Regions from separate parts of the Gossypium hirsutum genome. Here region 2 is linked to region 1. Evidence: chromatin contacts called from public Hi-C data. All regions are on one chromosome and are shown on one strand. The core of a region is the stretch at or near the end of the contact, and the rest is flanking DNA. Distances in the headings are between cores, read along the strand shown.

Region 1 (6,460 bases), core at 329-2,828:
AAAATTCATAAAAATAATTAGGGGTTAAAATTTACATGATTAAAATTCTTAATGAGTCCATTTCTAATAGAAACAAATGGAAACATCATCCAAATCCTGTACGAGGAGATAATTAATTTTTAGTGAAGAAGGGTCGAAACTGTCAGACAGCAGAACAGGGATGACTTTAAAGAATAAACTCTACTTATTGGATAAACTAAAAATTCTGAAAATTTTATGGTAAGAATAAATGTGAGTCTAGTTTTGGAAAAAATTAGCGGATCTTAATTTGGAGTTCCGTAGCTCAAGATATGAATAATTTAGTGATTATTACTCAAGTGAATAGGTTTGAATGAATATATAAATAAATGGTGAAATTATAGATAATGTTACATATAAGCATGTTATATACATTAAGGATGTGGAATGGAGAGAAGGAGGAGGAAAATATATGATTATTCAACTAGTATTAGTTTTCATTGAAAATGGCCAATTTACCTATTTTAAGTTCAGAGACTAAATTGAACAAATGTGAAACTTTAAGGGTAAATTTGTAAAAATATCAAAAAGTGACCAAATTGCATGAAATGAATTGTTTTATTATTTAAATTAGTAAATTGAATGAAATATTAATTTAGATCAAGATTGGGTGGAAATTCGAGAAAAATATAAATTTTCCAAAATGTCCCTGAATTTTTCTATTTCTGCAATTTAGCCTGGCTAGTTCGTATGAACTATATTTTGTTTAATTTTAATAGAAGTGAATGCTATTTGATAATGAATATTATATATATATGTGTGTTTTATTATTGGAATTGAATTATTATTGGTAATAGGTATAATTATTATATGTTTTAAAATGATTATCAGAAGCTCGATTAGGTTGGAAGCTTGTTGGAGATATATCACATTATCCATTGGTTCTATTAGTAATTTTGGATGATTTGATTCTGATTATAATGACTTGTATAAGTTAAATTGGTTAATGATAACTCATAAATGTTTTGATTTTGATTGGTTATAAATATGAATGCTTGATGAAATAAAATGTCTGAAAATTAATTTGTAAATTCTGGTAATGCTCTATAACCCTATTCTAGAGAAGGATACGGGTTAGGGGTATTACACGACTTATTTTCTAAACTGACATTATTTTTTTGTCCAAATCTTTTTTAAATTTATATTTTTACCTGAAATTTTCTACTTTCCATACCAGATTTTGAGTCGAACCCAACCCATAAGTAGTTCAAAGTAAGACAAGCTTTTAGGGATTAAATAAAAAGGAAGAGGATGAAACAAGCTCGAGACTCATTTTTCTGCTTGTAATTTGGAAGCGAGACGAAACTCCTTTATATTCAAAGAGAATGATTACTTCTGACAAAGCATTTTGACAAGACCATAATAAAAGAGCATTAATGAGGATAATTGGCTCTCCATCATAGGGATTTTGTCTGTCTTGGGATTGGACCCTTAAAATAATGTAGTAGTGTTAAAACTCCCAATAAGCAGCTTCAAATTTGCCCAACTGGGGCCAAGGTGAAAGGAGAAATGACTAGGACGAATCCGTGGATGTATTTCTCTTTTATGTTGTCCTATGTTCCAATATGACAACAATGTCCCTTACTATTTGGGTGGGAGGGTGGGGTTGTCCTATTTCCTAAACCCTCCTATGTACCATATCGCCTATTATTAGTTTCTATCTTTTTTAAATAAAAATTTTAGATTAAATTTTAAAAATTAAAATAACATCGACAGAGTTTTATTCTTATTTAAAATTTTAATTTGACTTCATTTAAATTTAACTATGTGATAATAATAATAATAAAATTGATGCAAGTATTAAATACAAAAAAATTAGGTTCTAAAGGACAAAAAGCCCTTAAAAAAGAAATTTTAATTAAACCTTTGCTGTTAATAAAAATTTTTAAGTAAGCTGATTTTAATTAATTTTTTCATTTTTATAATTTTTAATGTTTTTTATTAAAAAAAGTACAAGATTAATTATGAGTCTGTCAAATGTCGTCGTCTGATTAATTTGTGAACTAATTTTAACGTTAATTTTAAACATTAATAGAGGAAGTCAATAAATTTTTAATTAATTATAAGAACTTAATTATAACTAATTTTTTATTAAAAATCAATCCCTTCAAAGTCACTTATGTTTTGACTTTTAAAAAATTCATAATTAATTTTTGACCATCCTAAAAGGAACTTTTAGATTTGCCCTTGAAGGGCACTTTTTTTTAGCCCTAATTTGCTGGTGCTTTAATATGGGTTTACTCTAAAAAGTTGAAGCATGAAAAGGAATAAGACAATCATTTACATCGGAGATAATCAAAATACCGAAAGAATACATTTACAAAGAGCTTGATGCCAATAGAATCATGGGCGACAGTGCCAATAGAATCTGATTATTGTTTGTGAAATAATCATAAATGTTACATTTACTTGTTTTGTCATAAAGCTTGCAAACCCAAATCCATGTTCTGAAATCCAAGTTCCCAAATGCTACTTAAGGCAGATGTGATGTTCAATGCAATATATATAGGTATATCTAGAGGTTAACACATTTTATGCTTGACTAAATTCAATCTATCCATTTTATTCAACTCGTTATATCGATCAATTCTCAATCCGTTCAATCTGATTTTGTCGTTCAATCTAATCTTGCTCAAGTAACATTGATCGCATTATTAAATCTTGACATAATCCAAACTCATAGACCAAAATAAATCTAATTGCTAAATTCAATGACCAAAATTAACCTAATTGACAAGTTTCAAAAGAACAAAATTATATTATCTCTATTATCAAACCTATCACGCTTTTATGAATATAAAAGCATTTTAAATACAATTATAACCCATAAAAATATACAAAATGAATATAAAGTTAAAACCCAACAATATTAAACATCACGTGATACAAAATGAAACATGAAAAAATAACACCAAACATAAGACATATCACTGTCTCAAAATCCATATCAAATTTTTATACAAATATTAAACATCTAAAATACGATTATAACTCAACAAAAAATAAACATAATACCAAATTCAAGAACATTCTAGATAAATTTCAATCGTAATTTACCCATTTTCCAGTAGAGGAGTTGAAATGCAGTTTAAGAAATAGTATAGGGAGTTTTGTAGTACTTTTACCGTCTCTAATTTAACCTATTCTGTAATTTCACTTTTCGGAAGAATATATCGGACTGCCTGCTTCATTTCGATTGAGAAAGTTGGGAGTTGGGGTACCATCTTACTCGCATTGATCCAAGACATGATTTTTTCCATCTATTTCTACCATATCTACCTCAACTAAGAACGCCATCTTTCGGTTCTGGAAAAGCTCATTTCCTTTTTGCCTCAGTTTATACTGCAGCTAGTCCTCGTTTTTTACTTAGCAAAGGATCTCGTGTTCTGCTTCTTGGTAGAAACAGTGGCGTTCGTATCATTCAACAAGGCATGTGAATTTAGCTTCCCTAGCTTCGTTTCTTGTTTGGAATCTGCATCTGTGTACCGATTCTTGATTTACTTCTCCTAGAACAGGTAATCACAGCGCGGTACTTTGTACGGTTCTTTTGTCTCTTGCCTCTTATTTTGCCATGGAGCAATATGAAGCTTAAATGGAACCTCAAATTAGAATAAAAATAAATCAAAATTTTTAATCCTCAAATTAATCCGACTCAAAATCAATTCAACCCCTCTAATTCACTGTCCACACAACTGCTTAATTCAAGATAAATTCAAGAAACTAGGACAGTCTTTTACTTAGGTGATAATCAAAATGCCGAAAGAATTCGCTTACAAAAAGCTTAAAGCCGTCACGAGATGCCTCAATGGCCACGGTGCCAATAGAATCGGATTATTATTCGTGAAATAATCATAAATGCTACATTTACATGTTTTGTCATAAAGCTTGACAGCCCAAATTCATGTTTTGAGATCCAAGTTCCCAAAAGCTACTTAAGGCAGTTGATGTTCAATGCAATTTATATAGGTATATCTAGAGGATAACACACTTTATGCTTGACTAAGCTCAATTCAAAATAAAGGCCTAAAATTTTGTATTCAAAACTAAATACGTTAAGAAAACTAAAAAAAAAAATTAACATACATGCATATGGCATGAACTTGTATTCAAAACTAACAACCAAATAAAAGTACTATAGCTGAAAATGGCTTAACAACTTCTTTCATAAGTCCAAAAACAGGTACGTGCAAAAGAAATGATAACCCTGGTTTGCATAAAGTACTTGCATAAACTAGGTTAGAAAGTTAAATTGGGATTTAGGTCATAAAATCAAATCTAATAATTAGATTTGTAAACATTATCTTCTATTATTGTTGATAGAATTGTCCGAACTTTCGGGTATTTTCGAGCAATCTCTGCTTTGTCTCAGCTTCTGCTAAAGAAGTGTCCTTGAACTCACCCTTGAAATTCTGGATTAATGTCTTTGAGATTAGATCAACCTATAAAGTACCTTAAACAGCATGAGAGAGTGACATTTGAACCACGCGAATCATCCGATTGTTTATTGTTTAAAGTTAAACAACCACCATTGTTACCCGATGATAACCAGGTGAACTTTATGTTAGCCGAAGCCAGAAAAGAAGCAAAGGAACTTATCTGAAACATCTTCACGGTCACATTATTTTTGCCTTTATCCGACATAGAGTTCACCCAGTTATCATCGAGTAACAATAGAGATTCACTCACGTGGAATTGTCACGCTCTCAAGCTGTTAGAGGTCCATCATAGCATATGTAACAAATCCCCATTGTTGCTGTTGATCATCTTGTAAAGATCTGGAAAATTTAACTCAGATCAGATGATGAATCAAAAACAATAGAACTGACAAGTAAATCAACGACACCACATCTATTTTTTTTCTTCTCTTGTCGGTTCTAAATATCTTCTTGGATCACACTGAGATTGTTTTATTAATTAATCAATAATTTATTTTTCTTTAAAAAATTGTTATTTTTTGGTTAAAAAACATCTTATTAATAATATTTTTTAATTAATTATGTGATTATCTACCATTTTCTTTGATTAGTCGTTCAGTAATCGATTTAGACAAATACAATATCGAAATATGATTGCTTTGGGCTGACATTTATCTGTTATTTATTCATAAACAGATACAATGTATCATTGACATGTCACTTAAAATAAAATGATCATTTTGGAAGCAAGATTTCTATTTTGTGGTTGAACAAGTTGTTTATGAGATTTGTTTTAATGTTCTTGTTAATCATCTCTCATGTCATTATCCATTTTATAGGTTATCTTAGCATAATAACTTGGCAACTTACAAATATTATTTATATTTGCATAATTTTTAATAAATTTTAAAATATTTAAATAGTTTACTTTACAAGTTTCATTTTTACATTTATTATAATGACATTACTAAATTCAACTAATTCGAGGTCTAACTTGAGCACAAAAAAAGTTCAGGCCTTAATGTGACAACAATTAATTAGTTCATGACCCAACTTAGATAAAAAGAAAATTCAAGCCTTAATATAAAAAAAATAAATTTAAAGCCCAAAAATAGGTTACCCAAATAATAAATTTAAAGGAAGTAGGTTTAATTTACTACTCAAGATTTTTTTGTCCAAACTTAAAAAAAAATTACAAAAATAATAAATTATTGTTATTTCACAATCTGAGAGGAACATGTATCTATTTTTTTAATAGATTTAATGAAAATACCGTTAAAAAAATTTAACAAGAATGACATAAAATACTTTTAATGAGATATAATTTATTATTTATATAACTCAATAAGATAATTGTAGGTGTGAGATAAGAAATGAAATTAATTATTGTAGGTGTAACAATTGTAGGTGTGACCGCAGTCCATTCAAAAGGAGTCTTAGCTTAGCTCGATTATAAACCCGGACTCTTAAATTCATGCCTTCTTTTTTTGGAATACCGCTTTTTTGTTGGGTTTTAATTTCATTTTATTTTTTTACGTTCTTTGTTTTTTTTTTAACAAAAGGAATTCACAAAGCTAAAGCCAAAAGAGATCAGCAATCATTACCTTGTTGATTGCACTCCCCAATTCTTCAACGTGGCCCGAATTTTCCGAGACACATTTTCCATCTCTTGCATTGCTGCACAGACCAGAATTCAGATGCCGGTATGAGAAACCTCAGTAGCTTTTCCACGAGCCCGCTCGAATCTTACAGCGATTAGTTTTTCAGTGCTTTTTTAAGCACTTGAAATCTGAAACATCCACTTCGGTTGACAAAAAAAAACAGAGAAGAATGTTCCAAGTTATTGTCATATATTGCAACAGAGAAATAATACCCATACCTCTTTTCCTAATCTCTCGTTGCTACCACCTGAAATTTAAGAACTTTAAAAGAAATATGAATAAACGATCAATGTGAAGATCTAAAAATGACTTGAGACATTGAAGCATATGATATATACAGCAAAAAGGAAACAGAGGTCAATATAT
Region 2 (7,493 bases), core at 321-2,820, 50 kb before region 1:
CACAAATACGTATCCAATGCGTAAACCTGAATCCAAACAAATAGCTGAAAAAGAGACTTCTTGCTATGTCTAAAAACAAGTGTAGTGCATAAGGACATGCATTATAATTATAATTATAATTATAATATAATACTATATTAGTTAATATCAATGATAAGAAATGTGCAGACCTTGTTATTAAGGAACATTGCCACAGGGTTCTTTCCTTTGTTCAACTCCTGAAAAGCCAAGTTAAATCGTTAGATCAAGAGGATATTGAACTCGGCAATTATATTTGTAAACATTGGTGTACCTTTAGTTGTTGGTCAAATTGTCTGAGCTCATTTCGTACTTGGAACAATTTCTGCTTTGCCTCAGCTTCTGGTAAACGCTGTCCCTTGTGATTCCGCTGGATTTCCTTGATATTTTGCTTAACTTTCTTGAGATCAGATAGCAGTGGCCATTTTGTTTCGATTTGCTCAAGGGAGCCGAAAACTTGTGGTAAGAGATCACAGGCTCTCTCCGCAATCATCTTATACATATTCAAATAAGTCTTCATGCCACCAAATATACACACAAAACAAGTGTTAGAAACATATAGACATTGACAATGCAAGGATTTTCGGACTAATAGCCTGAATCATTGACTAGTTGATGGGCGACCAATCCAGGCGATGTGGGATTTATTATCTTCAACATATAGGTATAATGCACAACAATAATTTGAATTGAATATGAGACTTACTTTAATTATTTTTCTGTCAAGTCGATCCACTAAATTTTTCGCACCTCCCTTTATAGGTTTTTCCTCAATAAGTTCTTCCCTTTTCGGTTTCGGCTCTGGTTGTTCTTGAAGAGTTGATGATTCACCGATAAAAAAGGCTCCCCCGCGCTGCTTCTTTGTGACTCGTCCTTTAGGTGCGGACAAGTTACAAGAGACTAATTCAAGGTCTCTTTTAATGCCCAAGTTAGCCTGATTACAATCGACCGAAAACAACAGTCCGTTGCCGCCATCTTGTACTTGAGGTGTCGCACTACCAAGCCGTCGAAGGCTTCCTGTAGATTCGATGCTGGACAACAGCAGTCCGTCCACGCCATACTGTACTTCAGGCGTCGCCCTCCCAGGCTGTCGAAGGTTTCCCGTAGGTTCCAGGCTGGACAACAGCAGTCCGTCCGCGCTAGTTTCTACTTTAGATGTCTCCGTCTGAGGGTCTACCGTAGATCCCAGGTTGGTGCTGCTCGGAGAGTAATCAGGAAAAAGTTCATCAAAGTAGAAATCACTGTCAAGGTTGGTCATCTTTCACAGATCTGGGGAAATTAAAATCAGATCAGCGGAAATCATTGAATGAATTCAGATAGAAAGAAACAAACGAACTCCACTCAAACAACAGATATAAAGTAACAAAACCAAAGGATATGAAACCAGATTTCCTAAAAAATCTACCTTTAAAAGGACACTCAGCAGCAAAATCAAAGCAAGACAGATAAATACTAGTAATTCAGTAGCTACTCAGAGGTAGAGAATGAACAAGCCGGTGATCAAAGAAATGAATGAAATCAAATATTTATACGTGAATCAAGTCAAGTGGTATTAAAGACAGCTCGAGAAATTTAAAGGAACTCGACACGAAGTATGTAAATTTGTATATCTGGTAGGTCCACTGACCTGCCTTTCCACGGGTACCCTCCACAACTTTTTTTCCTTGATTTACGATACTAGGCTATTTTACCGACCCAAAATAACGACCACAGGCCCATTTACAAAAAAATTATGGAAATGGATTGTTTTGTTTAAAATTTACTAGAAGGGTCAACTCCCCCAAAACGCGTTAAGTTAATGTCGTTTTTAAGAGAAACGTGAGGAAGTGTGTTCAGCTCAACGCTTTTTTTTCTAATAACATATAAAACGCATTCACATCAGCACACTTTAGTAAAGCACTTTAACGTAGATGCATTTTTGCCCGTGCTTTAACGGTCAACTCCAACGACTATTTGAACTAGTCGTTGGACCCCAACAGTAAAAAAAAACTATAAATCCCCTCCCCACATTTTTTATACACAATTCTCTCCTAAATCTCTCAAAAATCTTTCAAATAGTCTCTTAAATTGTTTTTTAAAATTCTATTTTTATCTAAATTATTCTTTTTATTATTTTTTATTAGTAATTTTAAGAAATAGTATTTTTATTAAAAAAAATTTTGTGTTCAATTATAATTTTAGCAATGGTTGGGTCTCTAATCCGTTTTGATAACAAGCACATCTACGTAATCAATTGCAAATGGTAAGAATAAATTTTAAATTTTTTTATTTTTTATTTCATAGTTATAATTGAACTTATTTTTTTTTTATAACTTTTATGTAAATAAGTGGATGAACGAATTTTGTAATACCACATTCGTAATTTACCCAATCCTCCATCACCGTTGATCGAAACATATCTGGGGGAAGTTGTTTTTTGCACATGGCCCTTGTAGGCCGGGGGTGTAAGTTGGAATCGAAACTCATAAGCGCGTTGGTAAAAGGGTGGAAACTCAAGACACACACATTTCATCTTCCATGCGGTGAGTGTACTATCACTCTAGAGGGCATACAGTTACAGTTGGGGTAACATGTTTACAGGTTGATAGTCATTGGGTCTGTTCGGCCTGTTGACTGGGGAATCGTATATTATGATATTTTAGGTGTGGTTCCGGAGACGATTTACGGAGGTCGGATCGAAATGGCTTAATTATGAAATAATTTCGTGGAGCTGGTTAAGGATTCGACTGAAGTCCAAAGAGAACGACACGCTCGGGCATACATCCTTCAAATCATCGGGGGTATCCTAATGTCGGATAAATTACGAAATCTCGTCCATCTAAGGTGGCTATTGAAACTCATCAATTTTAGAAGAGCGGACGAACTTATTTGGGGGTCCGTCCTATTAGTGACATTGTACCACGAGATGTGTCAGGCGACGCAACTAGAAAAAATAAAAATTGATGGTTGCCTTTTATTACTACAATCATCGCAACGGTATCACTTTCCATTTTTACGTCCTCGAGTGAACTACCTGTATACATTCTCACTCATAACAAGGTAAAATTCAATATATATTATCATTATTAAATTGATTTAAAATAAAATTATTATGCTAGTAAGTTATTTAAATAGGTGGAACCATACCCCGAGTTGCGTGAGATTACCTATCGAGCTTCAAGATATACGACTTCTATTAAACCAACTATCGAAAGCAAATGTATGTATTTATTTAATTTTGAACTATATACAAATAACGTAGTCGATTTCGTATTTAGTAGTGTATATATAACACTAATGTTTTTATCACGTTCATATAGTTTAAATAGACACCATACTATAATTGAGAAATTCGGGTAGTAATCCCTAAGGAATACATTGAAATCTAAGGCTAAGACGAATGAGTGTCCTCATATTGATGATTTCGAGATATCATTATAGAAACTTTCTAACAAAATGGTTGTACTATAGACATTTTCAACTGTTCTCACCTCTCGAATAGGAAGAGATGTTGAAGTCGCAAGTCTTTCATCTGGTCTTGAAAATTCCATATACCTCAAGAGACAGTGATCCACTTTCGAGGTGTGTCTACACCATTACCTTCAAGCCCCGAGCACATTTGATATCAAATGAGTCATATCTCACGAAATTGACAGAAATATAAAATCAATACTTAATAGACGAAACTTTCATTGTCATAGATCTAAAGATATTTCACTTAATTCTTTTACAAAATTCTATCAACTCTATATTCTGATTAAAAACTAATCGCACTGTCTTCTCTAATAAAAGAAATCACATTGTTCTAGATTTTACAAACCTCACCACTGCATTAATGCAATCCAAATACAACAGTTACAACAGCTTTTGGCTTTCTAACATTTCCCAACATATAAAAACTGTAGACTTTGATACCTTGTAGTCGACAAACAACTTCAATCTCTATTGCTTTATTGCATGTACACTTGAGCCATCACTTGTTTTGATAAAATTGTAATTTAATCACTCATAATTCTTCATTTATTCAATTTAATCCTTATTCATCCATTTTCAACTCTTAAAGATATATGCACTATTGACCCTTCAACTTTCCCATATTTATACTTTAACCCCTCAAACTTTAAATATTTACACATAAACCAATATTTTTCATATTTATATTTTGACCCTTCAAATTCTGAATAACTATACTTGTATCTTAAATTTTGACCTTTCTTTTATTTTGTTTATATCATTTTCTCACTTTATCGAAAAATCAATTATACACTTTCAAATTTTTACTACTTTCATAATAATTTAGGAGTATTACATTCTCGATTCTAACGACGATAAGTTCCATGTACTCCGGAGTTTCGTTGTCCCTTCCACAAAGTTAATAATCAAAAATAGCCTTTTCACTCTGCATTGTTAGAGGCAAATCTTCTCAATCTTGATCAGGGGTAATAGGCTCATTAGTAGCAAGTTCTTCTGAACAAACCATGTAAAGGCTGCAGAGAGCTAAAACAACAAAAAATAGGCAAGTGCCGTAAGTTCGAAGTGTAATATATTGTAATAAAGAAATTATATCGATACCTCAATTTTTCAAAGTCTAGTTCCCAACCCTTGAAATGTAAGAGAATATGAATAAAGGATTGAAATGAAAAACCGTCCAGTAAGGCAACCCCAGACTGATCACTTGAGAAATTATGAACCCTTGATACTGCAGAAAATGGAGATGCAACAGAGATACATATGCACCAAAAATTAATCAAGTAAATTGATTTTCCAAATCTTGTTTTCTCGTTTTCATTAAGTTGGTTTTGATCATGATTTTCCAATGCAATAAATATACAACTAAGTACATATGCACCTATATCATACCTCTCTTCTTAAGGGTCCTAAGAACAACCCGAGGCATTGAGGCCAGATATAGACGGCAAAAATACAGGGTTTTCAATGCAAAAGTCCATGCAGAATTGGAGAAGCAGGGAGAGTCCTACACATTAGGTTATCTGGTCTGATATTAAAACTCTAGGTTGTTCAGGTAGAGGTTTGCTTGAAGTGCCTGTTTGACGCATATTGTGATATGGATGTCAAATATGACCCATCAAGATTCCTTCAAATACATGTTAGATGCAAACCCGCATTTGACATTATAATTATGAAGTTATTTAGAAATGAGTAATTTACCAACACATTTGACTATAGGTATCGGATATGACCATCAAAGATTCTTCTAAATACATTAAGAAAACTAAAAGAACTAAAAAAGTTGAACATGCATGTGTTGGGCATGAATTCTCATTTGAAACTCACCACAACCAAATCTAAGTACTAATGTGATTTATAAATAAGAAGGGCTTAGAGTATAATGTGCATACCATATTATTATTCAAGGTTGCATAGCTCTCTTGCTTTTTTCTTTCAGCTCCTGAATAATTACGTCAAATAGAAAGTTAAATGAAGACTTATATAATGAAATCAAACTTAGTAATCAAGATTTAGATTTAAACATCGAATACCTCTGATAATTGTAGATAAAATTGTTCAAACTTCTAGTGTTTTTTGAACAATATCCATTTCGACTCAACTGCTGCTAAAATGAAGTCACTGAACTTGTTCTAGGAGATTAGTAGACCTACAGACAGCATGAAGGAGACATCTAAAGTAAAAACCAGGAGACATCTTGCTTCCTTCAAACACTAAGTTCATCGGTTATCAATGGAAGTTCGTTCGTCGTTTACTTTAGATGTTTCCCTCAAGCTGTTGAAGATCCAATCGTGTAGTTCCCACATCAAAACCCCAATTGTTGCTAAAAGGCCAATCCGTGTTATTCAAAAAACTGTCATCGTTTAGCATTTTGAACAGATCTGGGAAATTTAACTCAGATCAGATGACGAATCGGGAAAAAAAAAACAAATGAAAATCATAACGAGCAAGCAAATCAACACCACCTAAATGTATTTTTTTAAGGGATATAAAAAATTATAAACTAAGGAAACTCAACGATTACGAAATAGAACCAAATAAAAGAAATTCTGCAAATTTCAGTAGTACTCACAGGTAGAGGAGAGGGGAGAAGGTGCAGCTGCCAAAGAGTAAACTAAGGAAATGAAGCTATTTATTGAGGTAGGGTTTTAATAAGATGGTTAATTTCATCAGTTAGTCCCCGAACAATTAGTCAGATTCTAAATAGTCCTAAACTTTAAAATGTTTTAATTGTCTTTGAAGTATTAGTATCATATCAATTAAGTCCGTCCTTCAATTGGTCTCCATGTCTGCTTAAAGGCTAAATATCAGCTTGGATCAGATTCGGGTAAAGAAACAAAACCAGCTACAAGGAGTAAGGGGCGATTGAACCAAGCAAAAACCAGTTAAATTAGAAAGGGATAATATACTAAATGGCATCTATTTTAGTTTTAATATTCAATTTGGTACTTAAATCTTTTGTTTTGTCCCAATTTTTTTTACTGAGTTTGACTTCAATGTTCACTTTAGTACTTGGGGTTTCTCGGTTTGGCACTTGAGTTTTTTTTTCCCAATTAAGGACCGTAATTTAACTTCAATGTTTACTTTGATTTTTGAGTTTTTTTTCCAATTGAATACCTATATATTTTTAATTAGAACACACTTGTCAAACATTCATTGGGAGCACATAACACTGTTTGATCCGGATACCAAATAAAATATAGAAACCAAAATTAAATATCGAATTAAATATTGAAACTAAATTCAACTATCAAATGGTATATTAACCCAATTAGAAAATAAGTAACTAACATAGTTCAATATAAACTAGTTCGATAAATTTATTGCACATATTTTAAGTTAAATTTGAGATTTAGTCCTTATATTTTAATTTCATATAACATGATTTTCTATTTTTACAATGACATTAATTAGCCCAAATATTATATTTACTATTCTTGTTAAAATATTGATGTCAATTAATTTCTAAAACACACACACACACAAAAAAAATCTATTTAGGTGATAAATTTGAATGAGTGTTTTTTAGGATAAAATTCATCTTAGTATTTTAACAAGAGCAAGTAAAGGACTGCAATATTTAGACTAATTAATAATATTATAAAAGTAAATAAACTAAATTATGTGAAATTAAATATAAATATTAAATCTTATATTTAAACATAGTAGAGAGATCATAATCATAATTTAATATCAAACAATCTATATCTAACATAGTCATTTATCATTCGGTTTAATAAAACAATGTTTTAATTATATTTTTAATCAATAAAGTCGTTATAATTATTTTAATAAATATATATTAAAATTTTAATAAACATTTAATAAATAATTGTTAAACCCATACCCAACTTGGACACCTGACACGATGTGAAGCTATCTAAGAGGCATTAGTGGATTTCCCTCCGCCTCACATCATATAGCTAATATGCTTCATCTTCCAACAAAACACCCGCTTTTAACAGGAACATACTAATTTCCAAGAAAGAATCATTAAAACATAACAACCTCAAACTACATTCGCAAAG

What was found. Hi-C and Micro-C count contacts between places; a contact is called where the count stands out from the background.
Region 2: a Hi-C map of leaf shows a contact between it and region 1, with 1.8 times the contacts expected there. The contact joins the promoter of LOC107940431 here to the enhancer-like site in region 1. A contact is called at or near these places in 15 of 34 Hi-C or Micro-C datasets (anther, cotyledon, fibers and 3 more).

Annotation. Positions count from the first base shown.
Region 1 is chrD11:72,056,244-72,062,703 of Gossypium_hirsutum_v2.1, reverse strand. It overlaps LOC107940447 (a long non-coding RNA gene), which reads right to left. Exons shown (of 2, transcript XR_005920869.1): 1 at 6,038-6,460; 2 at 4,082-4,793. Among protein-coding and RNA genes, the nearest start is that of LOC107940449, 5.1 kb to the left of the region's middle. Within about 2 kb of position 1,578, at least 2 of the 9 cell types and tissues checked have an H3K27ac peak or open chromatin away from gene starts, as enhancers often do. A contact at or near this core is called in hypocotyl and leaf, where this site is marked.
Region 2 is chrD11:72,105,040-72,112,532 of Gossypium_hirsutum_v2.1, reverse strand. LOC107940431 reads right to left here and starts at 1,570. Exons shown (of 6, transcript XM_016873851.2): 1 at 1,424-1,570; 2 at 725-1,287; 3 at 293-532; 4 at 171-218. The coding sequence starts at 1,276. LOC107940435 (a long non-coding RNA gene) reads right to left here and starts at 6,138. Exons shown (of 3, transcript XR_001695443.2): 1 at 6,038-6,138; 2 at 5,499-5,846; 3 at 4,458-5,407.